Linked DNA regions of Sus scrofa: region 1 is linked to region 2. The links are chromatin contacts, called in public Hi-C maps. All regions are on one chromosome and are shown on one strand. The core of a region is the stretch at or near the end of the contact, and the rest is flanking DNA. Distances in the headings are between cores, read along the strand shown. Region 1 has its middle 210 kb from the start of FAM43A. Region 2 overlaps XXYLT1 (xyloside xylosyltransferase 1).

Evidence for each region. A called contact is a pair of places that touch in the nucleus more often than the background predicts.
Region 1: a contact with region 2 is called in a Hi-C map of liver, with 2.6 times the contacts expected there. The contact joins two enhancer-like sites. A contact is called at or near these places in 3 of 47 Hi-C or Micro-C datasets (embryonic fibroblasts, fibroblasts and liver).

Annotation. Positions count from the first base shown.
Region 1 is chr13:131,873,609-131,879,222 of Sscrofa11.1, forward strand. No RefSeq gene overlaps it. Among named protein-coding and RNA genes, the nearest start is that of FAM43A, 210 kb to the left of the region's middle. Within about 2 kb of position 2,408, at least 17 of the 83 cell types and tissues checked have an H3K27ac peak or open chromatin away from gene starts, as enhancers often do. A contact at or near this core is called in liver, where this site is marked.
Region 2 is chr13:132,090,198-132,095,192 of Sscrofa11.1, forward strand. All of the region lies in intron 3 of XXYLT1 (xyloside xylosyltransferase 1), which reads right to left. Among named protein-coding and RNA genes, the nearest start is that of XXYLT1, 180 kb to the right of the region's middle. Within about 2 kb of position 3,459, at least 19 of the 83 cell types and tissues checked have an H3K27ac peak or open chromatin away from gene starts, as enhancers often do. A contact at or near this core is called in liver, where this site is marked.

The DNA.
Region 1 (5,614 bases), core at 1,158-3,657, 220 kb before region 2:
TATTTGCAGATACACAGTATTAAGGAGTGAAGAATTGTGGTGTCTGCAATATACTCTCACAACCTGAAAGCTATATACATATGCACACTTACACATTTTGGTTTTTGGTTGCACCTGCAGCGTGCAGAAAATTCCAGTCCAGGGATTGAACCCGGGCCACAGCAGCAACCAGAGTCACAGCAGTAACGATGCCAACCCACTGAGCCAGCAAGGAACACCCCATACATATTTTAATATATAAATGAATGTGTGTGTGTGCAGAGAGACAGAGATAAAATTAGGCAAAACATTAAAGCTGGTGAATCTAGTTGAAGGATATATATGTGTTCACTGTGCTAGTCTTAGTCTTCTTTTACTGAAGTATTACAGAAAAGTACACAGATCATAAGTGTATGGCATTGTACTGTTCTTGAAAATTTTCTGTAGGACTGAGAATCTTAAAACAAGATGTTAGGGGAAAAATATAGCAATCAGAACAGTTTATTTGAATTCAAAATAATTATATACACTATTTAAAAATTAGATTATATATACTCTGAATTAGTCCCACATGCTTAAGTGGGCAGATCCCAAAACTACTATTATTACTACCAGGTGTCTTCTCTACTTGGGGCAGACGTCTCAGGTGGAAGTAGACTTCTTAGGAATACATGTTGAGACTTCCTAGTTCCTGCCTCAAGTCTCAAGCTCTCTAGCAAATGACACAATTAAATATCACAGCCTCCTTGTGTCTTGCAAAACCTTTGTACCATGGACATATAATTCAACTTGGCAGTAGGGAGGGGTTAAACCTAGAATTATTCACAGATGTGGAGATTTCATCCCACTGCCCTCCTCTAGGAAGGGGCTGGTAAACTTGGAGAGTCAAGGAATCTCCTGGGAGGAAGAGCCCCAAAGCATCCTTGACTTCATCCTTTGGAAGAGCCACATGTTTATAAACTTGGCCTGAGCTGATTGGGTCTGGGACCAGCTAGCAGGAAAGAACCGAGTAGCTCTATCCCCTTTTTTCCAACCTCCTCCTGGGCGGGAAACTTGGGTGTAGGGTTGGGAAAGCAATGGATCCTTGCTCTCCCCTAGGTGTAGAGACTCCATCCCCCTCCCAGCACCTTTTCATTGGTGGTGGGCATGTAAGCCTGGGGAGGAGCAGAGGGATCTTCTCAGGCAGAACCCTGGTGGTTTGTCCTTCTTTCTACTCTGAAAGCACTTGAGAATTCCTGGTTGTTACCAGGAAAGGGACAGGACTTCCCGTGAATTTGGCTGTGGGGGTGGCAACAGTGGTTGGCAGGAACATTGCGAACAGATGTAGTCATATTTGTCTTCTAAGCTAGTAAAGCAAGTTTGGTGCAGCAGGCAGTCAAGAGCATTTTCAAAGTCAAAAAAATGTTAACAACCTATCCCTCATCCGCAAAACATACATCCAAACAAGGACACTTGCCCTTCTCTCCTCCACTCCCCGCCCCCCAGGGGGAGGGGCAGGCAAACTGCTGAGCAGGGCAGGCCAGACCTACGTAGGTGCATCTCAGAGATCTCTAAGCCTTGGTCTGGTCACTTGGCCTCTTCCCAGGACATTCCCTTCCTCTGCCTTTACTTCCCCTCAGTGAAGTCATACTAGAGCTCCACACAGCACAGGAAGCTTTGGTTCTAAAAAACATTTCTTTTTCTGGCTTTGAATAAGCCTGAACCCTCTCAAAGTGATCCAAGAGTAAGGATTATTCATTTCCCTGAATTGACTGGATTTTGCAATAGGTCTCTGATCCAGGGCGCGTGTTTTAAGTGAAATCACACATACCCAAAGTATGTTTGTGTAGCTCAGTTTTATCTGGAAAATGACTGCTACACAAGGATTGTGTGTGTGTGTGTGTGTGTGTGTGTGTGTGTGAGAGTAGTGAAGCATTTGGAGCTCCGTAGCCCAGCAATATGACTTATACTTTCAACTTTGTTATTTTAATTATTTATTTTCATCATCTTTACTGTGATACATATAAAACTATTCCAACAAAGAAGAGGCTCCAACAGACCATCCTAAATAAAGAAAAGTGAGGCATTTGACTAATGGAATTTGACTCTATTGCCAAAAACCGTCTATTGGTACTGACTGGTTTGGTGTTTATTATGGGAAGAACATCAACCAAAAGTAAAATGTTGGAAAATTTATCCATATGGTTAGCAGCCAAATAGCACAAGAGGCACTGGTTTCTCCTGCCCTGCTGCTAGCATCATGGTTTCATTTTAGGACCAGGCACAGTATCTAGAAATAAATGCCAACGCCCTGCTTGATGTTTTGCTTTAAGGTTGGCACTGTAATCACAGGATTAGTTCCAAAGTCAGTCCCTTTTCCTAAGAACACCTCCTACATTTCAACAGCCCGTCTCAGTGCACTGCACCTGTGGAGAGAAAGCCACAGCCAAAATCTCTTGGTGGCAGAGAAAAGTACCCAGAGTTGGTTGTGTCGAAATCAGGAAAGCTCTCTGGTGTGAATAAGACTCATTTGCAGATAGACCAACAACAAATGCAACATCCTTTTTCTACAGCGACATGGAAAATGACTCCATTAAAATACTGTATTTCACATTCTCGAAATAATTGAGCTTCCTGACAGGCATTCTTCTCGGAGCTGGAGAGGAAGCTTGACTCAGCCCTGCTTTGTGGATGCAGAAAGTCCTGGGGCACATGCCAAAGACAGGAATGGCTTATGCAAGAGAGCTGGGTGCAGTCCCAGCCCCCTCTCCCCAGCTGAGGGCACAAGGGGAGGGGGCAGAGAGGAAAAGAGTGGGAAAAGTTGGACAAGGACTAATTGGATGCCAAGGTCATTGCTCTGATTCAATCATTCCTTCCTGGAAAGAGAGCATTTTTGTGCTTAACCTCATGGCCTCAAATTTCCAGGATGTTGCTGGCTCTCTGGATTTCTCCGGGGCTTGCTTATTTACCAGGTTTCTAGGCCTAGGGACAGAAGGATGTGAGAGGAAATTACTCAAGAGAGACACAAAGGCAAAGCAAAAGGCTTCTAGAACTCTGCTCACACCCATCTTCTCATGGAAATTATAATTGACTATGCAGATGCCATATTTTTATTACCTACTATAGCTTAAACATATATTTCATGAAGTTTCAGACTATTTTCCCCCCAAAAGAATGTCATTTGGAGAATGCTCAAACTGATAAGTAAAAGAGAAGAAAGTAAATTTAAAACTTCTAGAACACTTAATTTAACTTTTTGCAAGCCCATCTCTGAATATGCCCAAATGTGTGCAAGATTGTTCTGAAGTTTCTCAAAAGAGGGAGGACAAAGTCTCTGTAAGGCATCTTGCACCGTCTTCTCCTACTCAATGTTGGATTTATCTGATAGAGTCAGCCTATGTTTAATGCCATGCATTGCTATTAGTTGGCACATGGTCAGGGATCCATGAACAGATGCATATGAGGACAGCAATGGGCAAGTGATTTGGGGACCAGGGAACTGGAAGACCTCTAATGTGTACTTGAAAAAACTGGATCCGAGTGAGGTCTCAGAGCAAGAAGATGCTGTCTGGTGAGAAGCCTTTCAAAAAGGAAGACCCAATCAATCTTTGAAGATCTCCCCTGTGGACAAAGGGGCAATTTGTACTCTGTGGCCCTAAGGTAGCACTCAAAGGGAAACAGGGCTTAGTTCTTTCTATCAGGTGTCTCAGGAGGTAGTGAAGCCTCTGACCTTGGCATACATCTAGCCAACACTAAATGGCTATTGTGGGAAAGATGTGGAAGAGGCTGTTGCATCATGTAGGTGCCAGAACCAGACCAGAGAGTCTACAGTAAGTATTGACTCAGAGAAAGGCAGGACGATGAAGAGATAGTTCCCCAAGGAAGGAAGTTATCTGGTATCAGCATTTCAAGTTCCCAGCAGAGGCTCATTTTGAAAAAGTCAGAGCACAAGACAACTTATTCATTCTTGTGCTCCTTCCTAGAGAGTGGCAGTGTTTAACAAAGGATGAATGAATGAATATCTATTTGGTCTGTAAGGAGGATGGCAGGGTACAATGTAATCCAAGCATAGAGGATAAGCAGAGGAGTAGTGGAAGGCGCCTAGTTAAGTTTCTCAGGGCAAGATCATGAAGAATCTCTAATTCCAGGTAGAAGAACTTGCACCTCATATGGCAAACTAGCACATGCCCCAGTCAAAGTCTAGGAAGTGGTCAGCTCTTATTCCCCAGTCTCCTCAGCTGACGCCTCAGGTATCTTCCTGCCCACACCCCAAATCTCCCCATCTCACACTCTAAACCTTCCAAGGTCATAGTCCCAATATTGCCTAGCTCAGAATGGTTGTGAACTACTTCTGTGGAGACGTTTCAAGATTTAATCCTTGCTGGAATCAATTGATCAGCATCATTGTCCATCTACTCTCTCTAAAACTGTGGCAGACATGGCAAACATCACCCAAAATTTATGTTCCCCTTCTAGAGTATAGAATGGTTGCTACAAAGCAAATATAGTCTCTGTTAGATGATATTTCTCAGTCTCCCTTGCATCTGAGCAGACGATGTGACTAACTGTCATCAACAAGTTGAAAATAGAATGAACATATTTGACTTCTGCATGGTTATGGTTAAGAAGGGTGTTTTCTCTGTGGTCTCATTAATCATCTGCCAGCTGAATGAAGAAGCTCTAGCAGAAAGAAGAGTTCAAGGTAGAAAAAGCCAGGATCATGGAAGGCTGCCCAGCAATGCCTCTCTCTATTGGACTATGAATGTCTTTGCACTAAGGCTCTGCAATGTTGAGGCTGTTGATCACAGGAGTTACATTATACCGATGCACATGGAGACTCAGGTGGAATCACTTAGAGCCTCAAGCATGGACTCAGGATCGAGAGGCATCTAAAAGTGCCTGGCACAAAGAAGGATCTTGATACATGCTTTGGTGAATGAATACTTCAGAATTCTCCGGGTTCTCTACACTTTGGAAGAGGATCTGAGTAAGAGGCATGTATTCTGTTCTGAGCGTTCAGGCATCTAAGTAGACCCTAATTTTGGAGAAGGGTGTGATGAGGAAGGCTAAGTGTAAATGGGCACAGATACAGGAATCTGGGGCACAAAATTTCCCAAGTACAATTTTGCAAGAGCCTTGGTCCTTCCTGAGCCTCCTCCCTTTGCCAAAAACTCCGGCTGCCTCACTATCTGCCACTTTCAGAGCCCATTTCCCTCCACAAACACTTAGTGATGCTCACTTCATGGCAAGGATGGAGAGTACCATCAATAACTAGACATAGCCTCTGACCCAAGGAATATGCTGATGAGGGAGGAGCAGGAACCTAAAGCTCCAGAGGGGCTGAGACCACTGAGTTGTGCTGAGAAGCTGAAAAGAATATTACCCCTGCCCTACAAACAGCAAAAAGCCAGCCAAACCTCAAAATTATAACTTTTCTTGAACCCATCAAAGAGCTGAGATTTCAGGGGAACCATGTAGCCTGAAATTGAAGAAAAGATGGGGACTTCAGAGAAGAGATGTTTAATGGACCTTGGTGCATCCGAGGTATATCATGGGAGGAAGACATACCAGGTGTGAGAATTCTGCTCAAATTGCAAGTAACTTACTGGAGATTGAGCATGGGCTAGCATGGGCATTGTGGGTCCAAGAACAACTA
Region 2 (4,995 bases), core at 2,209-4,708:
AGGCACAGGAAACAATGCTCAACATCACTAATGATTAGAGAAACACAAACCAAAACTACAGTGAGTTACCACCTCACATTGGTCAGAATGGCCATCATCAAAAAGTCTACAAATAATAAATGCCAGAGGGAGTGTGAAGAAAAGGAAACCCTCTTACATTGTTGGTAGGAATGTAAATTGGCACACCCCCTGTGGAAAAGAGTATGCAGATTCCTTGAAAAAACTAATCAGAGAGCTACCCTATGAGCCAGCAGTCCCACTCCTGGGCATATATATGTGGAAAAGATGAAAACTAATTCAAAAAGATACTTGCACCCCGAAGTTCACAGCTGCATTATTTAAATAGGCAAGACATGGAAACAACTCGAAGTGTCCATCAACAACTTGCTTAAGAAGATGTGGTAGATATGCAATGAACTATTACTCAGCCATAAAAAGAATACCGCCATTTGCAGCAACATGGATGGACCTAGAGATTATCATACTAAGTAAAATAAGTCAGAGAAAGACATATTGTATGACATCACTTATATGTGGAATCTAAAATGTGGCACACGTGAGCCTATCTATAAAACAGAAGCAGATTCACAGACACAACAGACTTGTGGTTGCCAAGGAGGAAGAGAGAAGGAGTGTGATGGATGGGGAATTTGGGGTTAGTAGATGCAAACTATTACATTTAGAATGGATAAGCAATGAGGTCCCGCTGTACAGCACAGGGAACTATATCCAGTCTCTTGTGATAGTACATGATGGAAGATAACAGAAGAGACTGCGTATATTTATGTATGACTGGGGGTCTGTGCTGTACAACAGAAATTGGCACAATACTGTAAATCAACTAATTTAAAAAATGAAAAAAAAAATGAGAGACTCCTAGACATAGAAAATGTATGATTACCAAAGGGGAAAGGGAGGGGAAGGAGGAATACATTAAGGGTATGGGATTAACAGATACAAACTACTCTAAATAAAATGGATAGGTGATAGGGATTTACTGTAAAGCATGGGGAGCTATATTCACTATCTCGTAATAACCTGTAATGGAAAAGAATCTGAAAAGTATGCTGTACACCCGAAACAAAGATGATATTGTAAAACAACCATACTTCAATTTAGAAAAAGAAAAAATCATGTCATTTCAACATAGTTGTAGAGGGTACCTGCTGGGACTGGAGGATCCCCCTGGCATGGTACCAGCCCACATCCAGTGCGAAGGGACACACGTGGCCCTGTGAGCCCCGGAAACCATGCTCTGTTCCCAGAGTGCCCCCCCCAACATACATGCACACACGTGTACATGCACACATGTACACACACGTTTCTTCTGCCTTGGGGAAGCTGAGGTTCAATTTCCCAGCTAGTTCTGTGTCCTCTTTTCTTCGGGAAGAGAGAGAAATTTGCAAGGAGGCCATTTCTAACCCCAGCCCTCCTCCATGCCCTGCTAACAACTCACACAGCTATTTAACAAGCAGGGTTTAGGTCTCTCTTAACCGGCAATTAAAATCAGAGCGCAGAGACAGTTTTTAAAGCTTGGTTTCCACCGAAGATAACTTTTCTTTTGTGGGTTTAAAGAAATGAGATGCTTGATTGAAACTATATGCACTCGCATGAATGGTAAAGCCCACTCGGTCTTCCAAACGGAGATGGAGTGTGAGGATCTTTTGCCTGAGGTTTAGAAGGAATGCAAATTCGCATGATTTGTTTCCAAAAAAATTTTTTTTAAGGCTAAAAGGCTAAGACTGCTATGAACTCGGATGACACCTCCTGGTTGAGGCTGTACTGATTGACACCTCACCACACTCCTGAGCCCTTCCCTTAGCATCCACCTTCTGGCGCTTCCATGTTCTCTGTTCTTGTCTTCAAAAGAACAGGAGATGCTGGCAGGTGTGTTTTTATCTGCCCCCGAGGTGGTTCAATCCCCTTTTATCAGAAGAGTGGCAACTTCAAGTTAGAGGCAGCCCCCGGGATGGGTCTCAGAGCTAAGCTGGCTTTGGTGTAAAAATACATATACACATAGACTTGCACGCATGCGCACACACACAAAATGGTCCCTGACATTTACTAAATGCTTTTTAGATGCCAGCCGCTTTTAAAACAACTTATATGAATGATCTCACTTTCTCCTCATGACTTTGTGACGTAGGTGACAACAATCATGGCCAACACGTATGACACAGCGCATGTCAGCATGTTCTAGGTGCTTCACTAACTTGAATTCATTTACTCGTCGTGAGCTTGTGACTTAGGCACTATTATTATCTTCATTTTATAGGTGAGGAACCTGCACCTTACAGACATTAAGGAATTTAGCAAAGCCACTCACCGAGTAAGTGAAGCCTGGGTTCAAAGGCAGGCAGAGCCCCTCTAATGATACCATCCTCACCACACCTCAGGGGACAAACCCCCAAGGAACATCCCACCTAGACAAGCACAGCCCCGAGATCCACGCTGCCCAGTCCTGCCGCCCCCTCCAGGGGCTCCTGGTTCATCGGGGGAGCCCAGATGCAGAAAAGACCCTTACACGGATAAGCTCCCACAGAGCAGTCTGCGTGACCTGAAAGGGCGCTTCAAACCAAATGTTCCAGACAGAGAAAGAGCAGGCTGGTTGAGGGGAATCAAAAAGGGCCCAGGGAAAGAGAGATCAGCAGCAAGGATATGGTACACAGCACAGGGAATTATAGCCATTATCTTGTAATAGCCAATGATGGAGTATAATCTGCAAAAATACTGAATCACTATGCCAGACACCTGAACCTAATATAATATCGTCAATCAGCTGTACTTCGATTTCAAAAAAGAAAGGCCCTGTGGGGAGCACAGCCTCAGCAAAGAATGAGGAGGAAGGACCGAGAGGCCCGGAGCCCAGCATGGGGGCAGCGGAGGGACAGACAGGGTGCTCCAGGGCCTGGAGGTGACAAAGAATGGCGTAGGAGACAAATATTGGGAGTCCACGCATCTGAACCACCTAGAACAGGCAAATTCACAGAGACAGAAAGTGGACTAGAGGGTCCGAGGGGCGGAGGGAAGGGGAGTGAGGAGCTATTGCTTAACCAGTACAGAGTTTCTGTTTGGGGTTATGAAAATATTCCAGAAATAGATAGTGGTGATGGTTGCACAACCCTGAGAATGGAATTAATGCCAATGACTACACAAACGTTAATGTGGCAGATTTTGTTACCGATATTCTCACACACACACACACACACACACACACACACACACGCCCAAACCTTGGCAAGGCCCTGGGAGTTGCCCTCTCACTGGGCTGGGCTGGCCGGTTGCTGAGCCCAGGTGCCAGGGAAGATGCATTCTTTCCCTTCGCATCTGAGCACCGGAGCCCTGGTGTCTGGTGACAGAATTGGCAGGGGATTGTTGCCTGCAGCGTCACTCCTGCCTGTAGCCCCAACACCCGCAGCTCATGGGACCCCACCCTGGGCCTCTCCCTCAGGCTGCCCATCTCCAAGCTGCCTCCAGGCCGTCGGCCCTGCAGGGCGGTGGCTTTCTCTCTCTCACTGCTTCCAGCTCTGCAATCACAATCCATCTGGTTTCCAAAGCTGCAGATGCCAAAGGAAAAGCCGTGGCAGTGGTGGACTGTGTAATTAACGTGGAATGTTCCGAGAGAACAGAGGACACAGGGGACAGAGGTCAGGCTCTCAAACAACACCCGCTTTCTGCTAAAGGAGGACTATTTTTTTTCCTCTCCTTCTCCCTTCCCGGGAGATGAAACAATAAACCGCAGAGAGTTAAAGAGATAAACCTGTTCTATTTCACACGTATGAAGCAGGCCCTGGTGCAGGGGTGGGGATACTAAGGGCAGTAGCTGGACAGACGGTGCTCTGCCCCCATCACCACCCCGCCTTGCGACCACAGAGGCTAGTCTGCATACACACACACACACCGTTGAAGCACCTGTCACCCCAGCAAGGCCACCATTGAACTGTCAGTCTGCATGTGCCAAGTCGTCAGAAGGAAAGTCCATTTAAAAATAATAATAATAAACTGGCCCACAAGCCCCTTTCCCTGTAAAACTAAGCAAAGACAGAACTACAAGATAAAGAATTAAATGCACTAATTATATTTGAAATCCTGTTCAGTATAGAGGCTCTTAAGAAAAAATTGTTTTTCAAGTGTAATATTTGGGATCTGTTTATCACTAGGCTCAGAAAAGGGGGGGCAAAAAAAAGTCTCCCTATCTACACTCAAAAAAACGAAGCCAGATTAAATAAAGTACCATAATAACTGTTCAGAAGAAAAGTCTGGTAGAATCTAGAACTTGCAGGTTCCAGGAGAATTTGGAATGAATCTCCCCATCGCTTTTGCTTCCACTGCTTCATACAACAGGCTATAATCACTCTACAACAAGTGGTCCAGCCCCACTCATCCTCCCTTCCCCGCCTAGCCTATGGACATCTGATGGACAGGTGGACAGGGCTGGTTTCCTACTCATATCTGAATCTTGGGTCAGCAACCGGCTTGGGGTTTTGCTCAGAAAGTGCGACCTGTTCGCATACATGGAAGTGCGTCACAGCTCGGCATCTTGACCAGCCAGATAACAAGACAGCATGATTTGGCTAGGATGGGGTTGGGGTGTGACCCCTCTCCTGGAAGGCAGAGGTCTACAGAGTCGTCTACGTTGACATTAGGGTGACATCACGCCCTCACTGCCTAGAGAAGGAACTGCAGCTCCTCGGCACAACACGTGGACCCCACGATCCAGCCCCTGCCCCACCACATCCTCCTCTGCTCCCCAGCCCTGCCCCGTGTGCACACCCAGCCCGGAGCTGCTGGAGTCCCCGCATGTGCCACCTGCCATGACCACCCGCCGTGCTGCTGTTCCTCTTGGGCACAGCGTCCTTACCCCCCAAGTCTACCAGAGACGTCTCTTCATTCAAACCCAGCCCAGAGGCGGCGTCCTCGGTGTACTTCTCTCCTCCCGCCTCCCAGCCTTGGTCACATCCGTGGCTGTGGTGTCTATAATCACTCTGTGCGCCT